Linked DNA regions of Mus musculus: region 1 is linked to region 2. A link is a contact called in public Hi-C data. All regions are on one chromosome and are shown on one strand. Each heading gives the region's core, a stretch centred on a gene start, on an enhancer-like site or on the middle of the called end of the contact. The rest is flanking DNA. Distances are from core to core; before and after follow the strand shown. Region 1 holds the start of Pls1 (plastin 1 (I-isoform)). Region 2 overlaps Pls1 (plastin 1 (I-isoform)).

What was found. A called contact is a pair of places that touch in the nucleus more often than the background predicts.
Region 1: a Hi-C map of cortical glia shows a contact between it and region 2, with 3 times the contacts expected there. The contact joins the promoter of Pls1 here to the enhancer-like site in region 2. A contact is called at or near these places in 2 of 39 promoter capture datasets (embryonic stem cells and stem cell-derived epiblast-like cells), 2 of 15 datasets of contacts at CTCF or cohesin (CD8 T cells and the NIH/3T3 cell line), 17 of 484 Hi-C or Micro-C datasets (the C2C12 cell line, the HL-1 cell line, the HPC-7 cell line and 13 more), 11 of 115 datasets of contacts at active chromatin or transcription factors (CD8 T cells, embryonic fibroblasts, embryonic stem cells and 5 more) and 3 of 9 other capture datasets (adipose tissue, liver and pancreatic islet).

Annotation. Positions count from the first base shown.
Region 1 is chr9:95,842,488-95,848,032 of GRCm38.p6, forward strand. Pls1 (plastin 1 (I-isoform)) reads right to left here and starts at 2,792. Exons shown (of 16, transcript NM_001033210.3): 1 at 2,684-2,792.
Region 2 is chr9:95,808,373-95,813,289 of GRCm38.p6, forward strand. All of the region lies in intron 1 of Pls1 (plastin 1 (I-isoform)), which reads right to left. Among named protein-coding and RNA genes, the nearest start is that of Pls1, 34 kb to the right of the region's middle. RefSeq lists an enhancer at 4,345-4,917. Within about 2 kb of position 1,414, at least 14 of the 459 cell types and tissues checked have an H3K27ac peak or open chromatin away from gene starts, as enhancers often do. A contact at or near this core is called in the C2C12 cell line and cortical glia, where this site is marked.

The DNA.
Region 1 (5,545 bases), core at 1,542-4,041, 35 kb after region 2:
TGGGCTGGACAAAGTACCATCCTGTAGCCGACCACCCCAACTGCCCGCCTTCGTCGTGCTAAAACACGATTTACTTATTCGTGCAGGAACTGCGGAGTATCTGAACGATGGGTATCCTCATTTGAGGATGAAGTGTAATGACTGAAGAGCTCATCTTCTGGAATGAGAAGGCAACTATAACAGTAAGATACAGGAAAAAAAAATGTCCCAATAGGAAGTGCTTGTAAGACTTTAAAAAGATATTATAAACCCACTACCAATACCTCCATCATGAAAGAGGAATTTTCAACACCTCTCCCTTCTCTATACCTCATCTTTTTGCCACATCCTTAATTTACATTCTTTCTTTCTTTTCTTTTCTTTTCTTTTCTTTTCTTTTCTTTTCTTTTCTTTTTTTTTTGAAACAGGTTGAAACTCACTATGTAGACCAGACAGACAGACTTCAAACTGGCAGAGATCCTCCTGCCTCAGCCTACTGGGTACTGGAATGACAGGTGGTCATCACACAAGGCCTTTACATCATTTTAAAAATGTGTTTATTTTATGGGTATGAGTGCTTCAACTGCATGTATGTCTGTGTGCCAGATGTGTGCTGGTGCCAGAGGAGGTCAGAAGAGTCTATCAGACCCTCGAGAACTGGAGTTACAGATGCTTGGGAGCCACCATGTGGTGCTGGGAAGCAAAGCAAGATCCTTTGGAAGAGCAGCCAGAGCTTTTAACCACTGACCCTTTTCTCTAACCTGGCGTTTCTTAAGTCTGCATCCTCCACTCTGCATTTATGGTTAACCCACATCCTGGGAACGCTCCTCACTTCGGCTCCCATCTCCAGGGCTCCCATCTCCAGGGCTCCCAACTAATCTGTGATTTTGGATTTTCAGAAATCACTCCAACTTGCTTTTTTTGTCTCTATCTCTTGCACTGCTCTAAGGTGAACTCCCTGACCACCATAGACCATGCACACCAAATCCCCGGAAATGTCCCTCCTCCTGCAAACAGCAGCTGAGATGAGTTTGAACTTAGTACTGGGTGGGATCTTTTAAGTCATACACTCTCCAGAGTTTACACACCTAACAACTCTACAGTCAAAAAATAGGGATGTGTTCTAAACAATAATTCAGGAAGCTGTATCCAAAGGGGAGTACGGCAGCACGGACAGAAGTCATAAAGCACTGTGGGGTTGGGGTTAGGAAGAGAGCTACACATGGCTGCTGCTATCAAAGGGAACTTCCAAGAAGAGGCTACACCTGAGCAATGAGCTCACACCCGGGAGGGAAACAAGCAAGCATTCAGTGTGAGAAAGGGCACAGGGTTCGGTTCCCAGACCAGCATCCCCATCAGGGAGGCTTGAGAGGTGTGTGGCTTTGTGAATAGAGGGATGAGCAAGGTAGGAACTAACTCCCTGCCTCCATCAGACTGAGCGGGAGAGGCTGGAAGAGAAAGAAAGGTCAATCATCTACAACAAGAAGAATATCAGAGAGGCACAGTAAAGAGATCCCTGAAATCAGAAAACCAGCTTCCCAGGCCCTGCTTGGCCCTGAGGGGCGAGCGCGGGCAGAGCAAGTCATCTAACCTCCCTGGTCTCAGCTTTCTCATTTGTAAACTGAAGCAGCTGAACTGGCTGACCTCAGAGGTCCCTCGGAACAAAACCAGACCAACTGTATATTATTTCGACCATTAAAACCCTCACGGCAGGAAAATAAAGGGAAGGGGGGGGGGTCTTCTGTGATCTCTTTTCTAGTTTGTTTTTTCCTCCTCAACTTCAATTTTCCGTTTCCTACACTTACTACGGTCACGTGCCTCTCGCATCACAAATTTAACACTTTCCTATAGAATTTCACTAATGAATTAAGTTTAAAGAGGAGTTGGTTACAAGAGGTGGGGCGTGGAATTAAATGCCCTTGCTTCACCTTTGTGGGGCCAAAACATTGGTCTCTGTATTCATCCTGAAATTCTAGTTATGATTCCACATTCCTCCAACAAAGAAATGTTCATTCCGTGTTGGCCCCATACAGTCTACAACAGCTTTGAGGTAGGATACATGTCTGTATAAGTCACACAATGTAAATAACTAGGAAAGTTTTTCTTTTCAATACTACTCATTGAAGCCTGGGATGGGGGTAATAATGTTAAAAATGGGTTTCTGTATTTTGTTTTGGTATTTTTTTCTTTTTAATTTTTAAAGCTTATACTCGAAAATGCAGCCTGCTGAATCGCACAAAATTCTTGGCACTTTCCCCTAAGACTGACATTTCTTGCACTGCATCCAGAGGCCCCAGGGCTCCTGGAAAGGCACTTAAGTCCAGCAAACACGGATGCAATTTCATTCTGTCCCTACATTCGCCTGTGCACCAGAGGCGAACACAGTAACACAACTTAAGAGACACACCAACGGATCAGAAAAACCTCTTCAACAGCCACGCAAAGTTTAAACCAGAAAACTTAGTACCCTCCCTTCCTAGATGCAGGGTATCACGATGTGCTTCCTGGGCTGGGGCTTAAGCAGCGACACACAGGACTTCACACCTGAGCGCAAGACTCCGCCGCAGGGCAGGAGCGCGCCCGCAGGTGTCGGAGGAACCCGGAGCCCTCGCCGAGCGCCGCTAAGCCAAGCTTGCCTTTCCTGCCCGGCCTCCCCCTCCTGACCCACGCCCGCTTGTGCGTTCAGGCACCCAGCCCCCGGTACCTGCGGCGGCCGTTCGGCAGCTCCTGCCCGGGATCCCCGCGCCCGCTGGTCTGGTCCGCTCCGCTGCGGCTGCCACTCACCCGCCTCCTTGCTCCTGCGCTCGCGCCACTGCGCATGCTCGTCCCGCACCCCCACCCGCACGCTTGAAATCCACTCGCCAGGTTTTAGTTGCTGCACCCAGGGGAGAGGCCACCAGATCTTTGCAGTCAGGTGAAAGGAGGCTTGCAGGAGCTAACTAAAGAGGTTTGTGTTGAGGTTGGGGGATGGAAGATGGGGAAGTGGACCCGCGCTGCAGGGGCGTCATCCCTGCTGCCCACGCTTCACTCAGCCTAATTACAACTGTCTGCACCCCTGAAATGAGTTTTAGCACGGTGGTTCTCAAACAAGGGGGCCTCAGGTTTTTGTTCAAACAGCTCTCAAACCCAGAGTATCCGCATCTTTTATCTGAATGCTGGATGTTTCTAATGTGTTCTCAGAACACTAGTATGCATAGCACTTTTGAAAACTACAGCTCACAAGGTAAGATAATTATTAAAGTAAAACAATTTCTCTCATCCTTCTCCCTTCTGGGGAATTCAGATGATCCTTCCCTCTTTATTAAACAGCCACACCTATTTAAAATAAATAACCAAAGCCCACACTCAAACAAAGGCAGGACCTTTTTCCAACAACATCTGAGTCAAGCCAACGGAACGCAGCTTCAAGGGCTCTTGTGTGCTTTTCTGGTAGCATGATCCACAGGTGTGCAGGGTACTTTTGCTGTCCTTTGACCTAAGGTCCTAGGTGACCCTTGGCCCTGTAGTCCTGAACTGATGCAGAACAGGTAGCAATCAGGCCGGTAGGAATGTGGCTTCAGTACACTGAAACTGTTTAAAGTCCAAAAGAATTGGTTGGGCCAAAGAGGAGTGAGCTAAGGACTTCTCCGTGCCTAGAAAATCCCATAACCCAGAAAGTCCAATAAATAACGTTTTTGTCTGAGTGCAGATGTACAAGAGGAATTGTGTTCTCTCAAAATATTTACTTAAACATGTATGTACAACATGACTTAGCCATTTCATTCTTAGCTCTTGTCCAAGATAAACTAAAGCATATCACATAGAGGCTTGAATACTGATGTAGTAGCTTCCTTCTCTTTTTCTGTAGCCACAGTTGGAAGGAATTGACTGTCAAAAGCAAACGTGCTACATCAGCACAATGGACTACTACTTGGTACTAAAAGAGAATGACCGATCTAAATGCTTCACTATAGATTGCCACATCCTCCTATACCAGGAGTGAAGGAAGAAAAAGAAAACACACAGAGAGAAATGGACAGGGAAAAAAAGCTGAGATTGGGTGGTCTGGGCTCCAAGGTTGAGAAGCCACAGGGTCCTGGAGATGGTTTATGTGTAGTTTATTATGTACAGTTGAATGGGGAGGTGGGGTTATTGCGTGTAGCTGAACAAGGAGGCAGGTGTAGGGAGACTCAGTGGGAGAGCGGTGGGGCAGTCTCTGTAGGAAAGCAGTCCATGGGCAGCAATGGTGACCTTTTCAGCCCACACGACCAATGCCTGTAAATGGTCCAGAGGAAGGCTTGGCCATCCCTCTGAGCCTTTCCAGACCCAGGGAAGGCTTTGCCATCTCCACAGGGCTGACGCACTGGGGTACCTGACATGGTGAAGCCCACTCACTCAGGACTTCATTTGCTCCCTACAATAGATAAATCTCAAAATCATTATGCTGAACTGGAGAAAGCAGAGAGAAAATATATAGCGTGAAGCTTCATTTCTGTGAAGTCACACCTTGATAAGAACAAAAGCAAAGTCAGTAATTGCATGGGCCAGAGGTGGAGAACGAACGAATGAACTGCAACAAGACAATGAGAATCTTCCAGGGTCATAGAGACATTCTCTTTATTGATAATAATGATGATTTGCTGGGTGTAAAAAAAATACCAAGGCTAAAGTGGATACTTTAAACATGGAAAATTCACTTTCTATAAATTATTGCCCAATAGAATTGGAAATGATAATCAAACATACTTATATTCTATACATGTAGTGAAAACATTGACTGATAAGTCCATGAAGAAATGCAGAACCCAAATATGACATCACTTGATTTGGGGGAAGGCAAAAGAAGCTCATTCCCCTAAAGGAAGGTAAAATAGTTGGTTTTCAACCATTTGTAAAAGTAACTAGTCCCAAGACGCAACTTGTTGATGATAAAACCAAAGTGTTTCACAGAAGTTTCTCCCAAACCTAAAATAGCAAGTATATCATTAGAAATGAACATAATTATAAGCAGAATTGTAAGTGGGTTCATTGAGGTAGGCCTATAAGCCTAGCTACTTGAAAAGCTGCGACAGGAGGATTACAATGGAAGACCAGCTTGAGCATAGGCATAAAGAGACTTTACAGGGGGCTGGAGAGATGGCTCAGCGGTTAAGAGCACTGACTGCTCTTCCAGAGGTCCTGAGTTCAATTCCCAGCAACCACATGGTGGCTCACAACCATCTGTAATAGGAACTGATGCCCTCTTCTGGTGTGTCTGAAGACAGCTATGGTATACTCATATACATAAAATAAATATTAAAAAAAAAAAAGAGACTTTACAAGAGCCTGGGCTCTAGCCCCAGTACAAAGAAGGGAAGAGGAAAGGGGAAAAACAGTTGTCTGCTCAACTGACTATATCACCTCCAGTGGAAAGGAAGATTTTCAGACTCATGGAGAAAGTTGGACATGGTGGTGCATGCCCCAGCGCTGGGGAGGCAGAAGCAGACAGATCTCTGTGAGTTCAAGGCCAGCCCATAGAACATGGTGAGTTCTATGATAAACATAGTGAGTTCTATGAGACTATATGTGTGTGTGTGTATATATACAT
Region 2 (4,917 bases), core at 164-2,663:
GAAAACCTGAATCCAAAATATTCCAACTGGAAAAGCTGCGAAGCTGCAAGAGGGAGCCTGCTTAGACAGCCTGGATGTCTGAAAAACTACAAGTTATGAAATACATCCGATTTCAGATAATTCAGGTAAAGAATACTCAATGTAGATGTCTATTTCCCCAACTCTTGGCCTGTGTGCTATTTATAATTTTATTATAAATAAATATAAATATATATAAATAAATAATATAAATTTATAATAAAAATTTATAATTTTTATTATAAATTGTATACCATATCTTATCATTTTAAACTAATTATCTTTCAGAATCAAACAGAAATACTTTTAATATGCTGTGTCTGGTGAAAATAAATCTAAGTTTAAAAAGCAACAACCTTAAAAAATATTAATAAACAATTGTTTATTAATAATTGGTGACAATTGGTCACTGCTGTAGCATCATGTTCTTCATCCCTTTGTACAGACCTGTGTTTCCATAGTGTCTCAGTCCATTGGCCTGGAGCCTTCCCTTAACATTACTTATACTATTAAAAGACAGTTTTATATCCACATGTTTCATCATTGTTTGGAATATGTCTTTGCTGGGTATAGATATGAGTTGACTGCTTGTCTCTTAATGGCGCTCCTGCATGGCCTGCCTGCACTGTCCCCAACAGCACATCTGTTTCATTGTCACCTTTCTTCTTCTACACAAAGCATCTCCTTTTCTCATTGGGTTATTTTAAGATTTTACTCTTATCAGTGGTTTTAAACAATTTGAATATGGTATGCCTTGATGTTATTTAATTACAGTATGCCTTAATATCATTTTTCTCTATCTTTTTTATTGCAGATCATTGAGTTTCTCAGATCTATGAAGCTGAAACTATAGAGTTTTCAACCTGTTTTTTTTTTTTTCAGCTCTTATCTGCAAGTATTTCTTCTGTTTTCCCCCTCCTTGGAAGGATGATCAGGACACGCATGAGGCCATGTGAAACTATCCACAGAAGTTCAAAGTCAGCTGTATAGTGAATTCAAGGACAGACAAGGCTTAAGATACTGTCTCAATAAAGAAAAATAAGTTTGACAGAAAGAGAATTTAAGACTCATACTTAAGGGTTTACTAATTGATAAGATATGTATTATTGCATCTGATTCTCAAATACCCTTGTAGGGAAAGCAGAACTAAAATGAAATTTCATATAACACACACATGCACACACACACACACACGATAGGAATAAATATTACTGTTATTATACTACATAAACTACTATGTTTGTGAACCCACTTATTCTTAATTTGTACATAAGAAGACTGTCAGAGAGGCCAACTTACAGAGCAGGTCAAGTGCTAAGTATCAAAGCTAGGACTATTGTCAGTGTGTCTGAGTCTTTGTCCTCTGTTCCTTTCAATAAACCACATGATTCTTGTGTGGCCAAGAGCGATGAAGTCATGCAGTGGGTTCTCAGGGGAAACAAGGAATCATCTTTCTACATGATATTCAAGAGCGAGATCTGAGCCTCTTTTGTGTAGACGGTAAAATGAGATGAGTCAGAACAGAGGTTTACAAAACAATTCCCTGCATGGTTCTTCGTACTTTATCAGTTATAATTTAAAACTAAATTCTCCTTTTTTTTTTTTTTTTTTTTTTTTTAGAGAACTAAGATACTATTTTTATTATATATAACAGGAATCAAGTAACGGATTGGGCAAAGTGGTTATAGCTCATGGTCAGCAGCCATGAGACCAAGGCAAGAGGATCCCCAAATTTCCGATCAGCTTGGACCGCATAGTAAGTTCCAGGACAGATTTTTTTTTTTTAAAGTAAGCAGTTATTATCAGCAATAAGTCAAACACTGTCATGACTGCATATATTAGCAGGGGTAAAGCACAGCAGAGTTGGGGAGTTGTATAAAGTACTGATAATAAAACGACTGATCTTCATGGTAAGTAAAGATAAATTTAGATGCCTGTACCTCTCCTATAGCACCGATTCTTTTGTTTGTTTGTTTGTTTGTTTGTTTGTTTGTTTGCAAACAGGGTTTCTCTGTGTAGCCCTGGCTATCTTGGAACTCACTCTGTAGACCAGGCTGGCCTGGAACTCAGAGATCTACCTGCTCTGTCCCCTAATTGCCTGGATTAAAGGCTTTAAAGTCAATTAAAATTTAATTAAATGAATTAAAATGTAAAGCTGCTACACAGCTAATTCTTATCATTTTCTGATGGTTTTGATGTATTTTTAGTAAATTACACATAGATTCCACAAAGTGATTTATTGATCCAAACTCTACACATAATTTCAGGGACTTGGTGGGCACCTCATTCACAAGCCCACTCTTGACCTTTCCACGGGTCCATCAGTTCTGAACTAGTGACCCCAACTTCGCATATTCATGTGTATACACGGCTTATGTGTGTGCACACACGTGTCCAGGTGAGCGCGCACAAGTGTCTGCACACATTTGTGGAAGTGTGCACACACAGAGGTCAGAGGTAACACTGAGTGCCTCCCTTGTCCGTTTTTGCTACTGTTGTTTTGTTTTGAGGCAGGGTCTCTCATGGTACCCTGAGCTCTCAGATTTGGCTTTGCTGGTTAGCCAACAAACCGGAAGGATTCCCCTGCCTCTGCCTCCACGGTATGAGCAGCCATGCCTGCCTGCCTGCCCTTTGAATCGATGCTGGTGATCACAATTCAGGTCTTGTGCCTAGGCAGCAAGCGCTTTCCCCACTGAAGCATCCCCACAGCCCCTCTTCGACATTTTAAACGAACAAGTCGATCAGCAAGAGTCACTGGTGTAATGACCCTATCAGTAAGCAGACGTGGTTTGTAAGTGGCAGGTATGGCCACACATAATCACAGTAACAAGTCTATTGACTAATGTACATGTGGCTTTACGGGAAGACAGATGAAGGGAGGGATATTTCAAGCATGAGTTCTGACAATGCTTTCCTGAGTGGCCGTGGAGCAGGGGAGGCGTCTATATTTCTGACTTGGTGTAACCACCATTCTACGGTCTTGACTTGAAAAGCAAATCTTACTGGTGAGTCACTTTATTTCTGAACTATTTTCTTTTAGACTGACTGTGCCTATTGCTACCCTCTAGCAACTCCCTCTGCCTAGAAGAAGTTTCTACAGAGAATTAAAATAGTACATTAAGCAGGTTAAACACCCCACCTCCTCTTCCCAGATAAGGCAAGGAACAACAGCAAACGCCTTGGCACCTTGCAATTCAATTACTCTGACCTGTTCTTTTCACAGATAAGAGTACTGAGACCACACTCTTGCTTCCTAAGAACACAACATGGTCACCGAGAACGACAGTCTCTATCAGGGAGCGAGAGATAAATATTAGGACAGCTTAGGTTTACTTCTAAAACTAGAGACAGGGAAGGCATCTGGTTTAGCTTTATGAATTTTTAACAGATATGTTTTCAATAGCTCAGTAGAGCTCAGTGCTTGTGATAGATGATTCCATGATACAAACAGCTAAAGGGAGAGGCAAAGGCGTTCCACAAGGGATGCCAAGGGGGGTGTTCTGCAAGGGATGGTGAAGGCGTTCCACAAGGGATGCCAGAGGAGGGTAGAGGTGTTGCATAATGAAAGGGTTGGGAGCAGGAGACATGATTCAGTGCTTGCTACTCTCGCAGTACTGGAGACCAAAGTTCAGTTTCCAAGTGCCGCTTTGGGCAGGTTACAATTTCCTATAACAGGCTCCAAAGGATTTGGTGCCCTCTTCTGGCTTCTGTGAGCACTTGTGTGCATGTACACACACACACACACACACACACACACACACACACACACACACACAATTTATTTAAAATATCTTTAAATAGTTGTACAGTGGCCTATCTTCCTTCTTTTTACTTTCAGTATTTGTAATTTGCATTTTATGTACACCTGGTTTGAGTGGGTTAGGACACTGTACAATCCGGGTGACACCTAACCTCCCCTCACTAACTGAGCAAACAGATTCCCTTTTCCCTATACTATAAAATGAAATATAAGCAAATATGACTAAGTATTGGGAAAAAAAGAAACCTCAAAATTATCAAGATGTTTCAAACTACTCTAGCTTCTTAAGGAAAGTTTCTAAAATCCATAGGTTGTTTCCTTAGATCCAATGAATGGTGAAACAGTTTTTAAGCAAGGATGCTATCTCCATTTTAATTCTGGTTCTTCCTAAAAAAAAAAAATACTGGATCTATTTATTTATTTACTTATTTAATTTTACACGTGTGATTATTTTGCCGTCGTGTATGCATGCATTACATAATGTATGCAGTGCTCACAGACGCCAGAAGATGGTGGACAGCCCCATGATCTGGAGTTACAGATGGCTGTGAGCCACCACGTGTGTGCTGGGAACTGAACCCAGGTACTCTACAAGAGCACTGGGTGTGTTTAACCACTGAGTCATCTTTGCAGCTCCTCATTCCCATTCTTAAAAAGAAATGTATCCGTACCGCAGAAGAAGTTCACACTGAGAGCACGGGGCCGTTCCATACAGCCTGCTGCTTGGAAGTGGTAGATGCCCACACTCTTTTACTGATGAGAAGAACATTTAAAACCCTGAGGATCAGTAAGAGGGACTTTTGGGGGGGGCTTAAGACATGGCTCAGTGGTTAAGAGCACTGACTGTTCTTCTAGGGGACCCAGGTTCAATTCCCAGTACCCACATGGCATCTCACAATTATCTCTAACTCCGGTTCCAGGGATCTGACATCCTCACACCAATGAACATAAGATTAAATTAATTTTTTTAAAAAGAGAGGGACTTTTGGAAGAAACAAATCAGCTTCCTACTTTATAAATGAGCCTAAAAAATAGAAAGCATCTTTTCACCATTTGCCTCTTGTGGTTTACTGGACTCTTCCGCTCTTCTGTGCGTTGCTGGGGAGAACCGATCCAGAAGATCATTTAGAAGGAGAGGA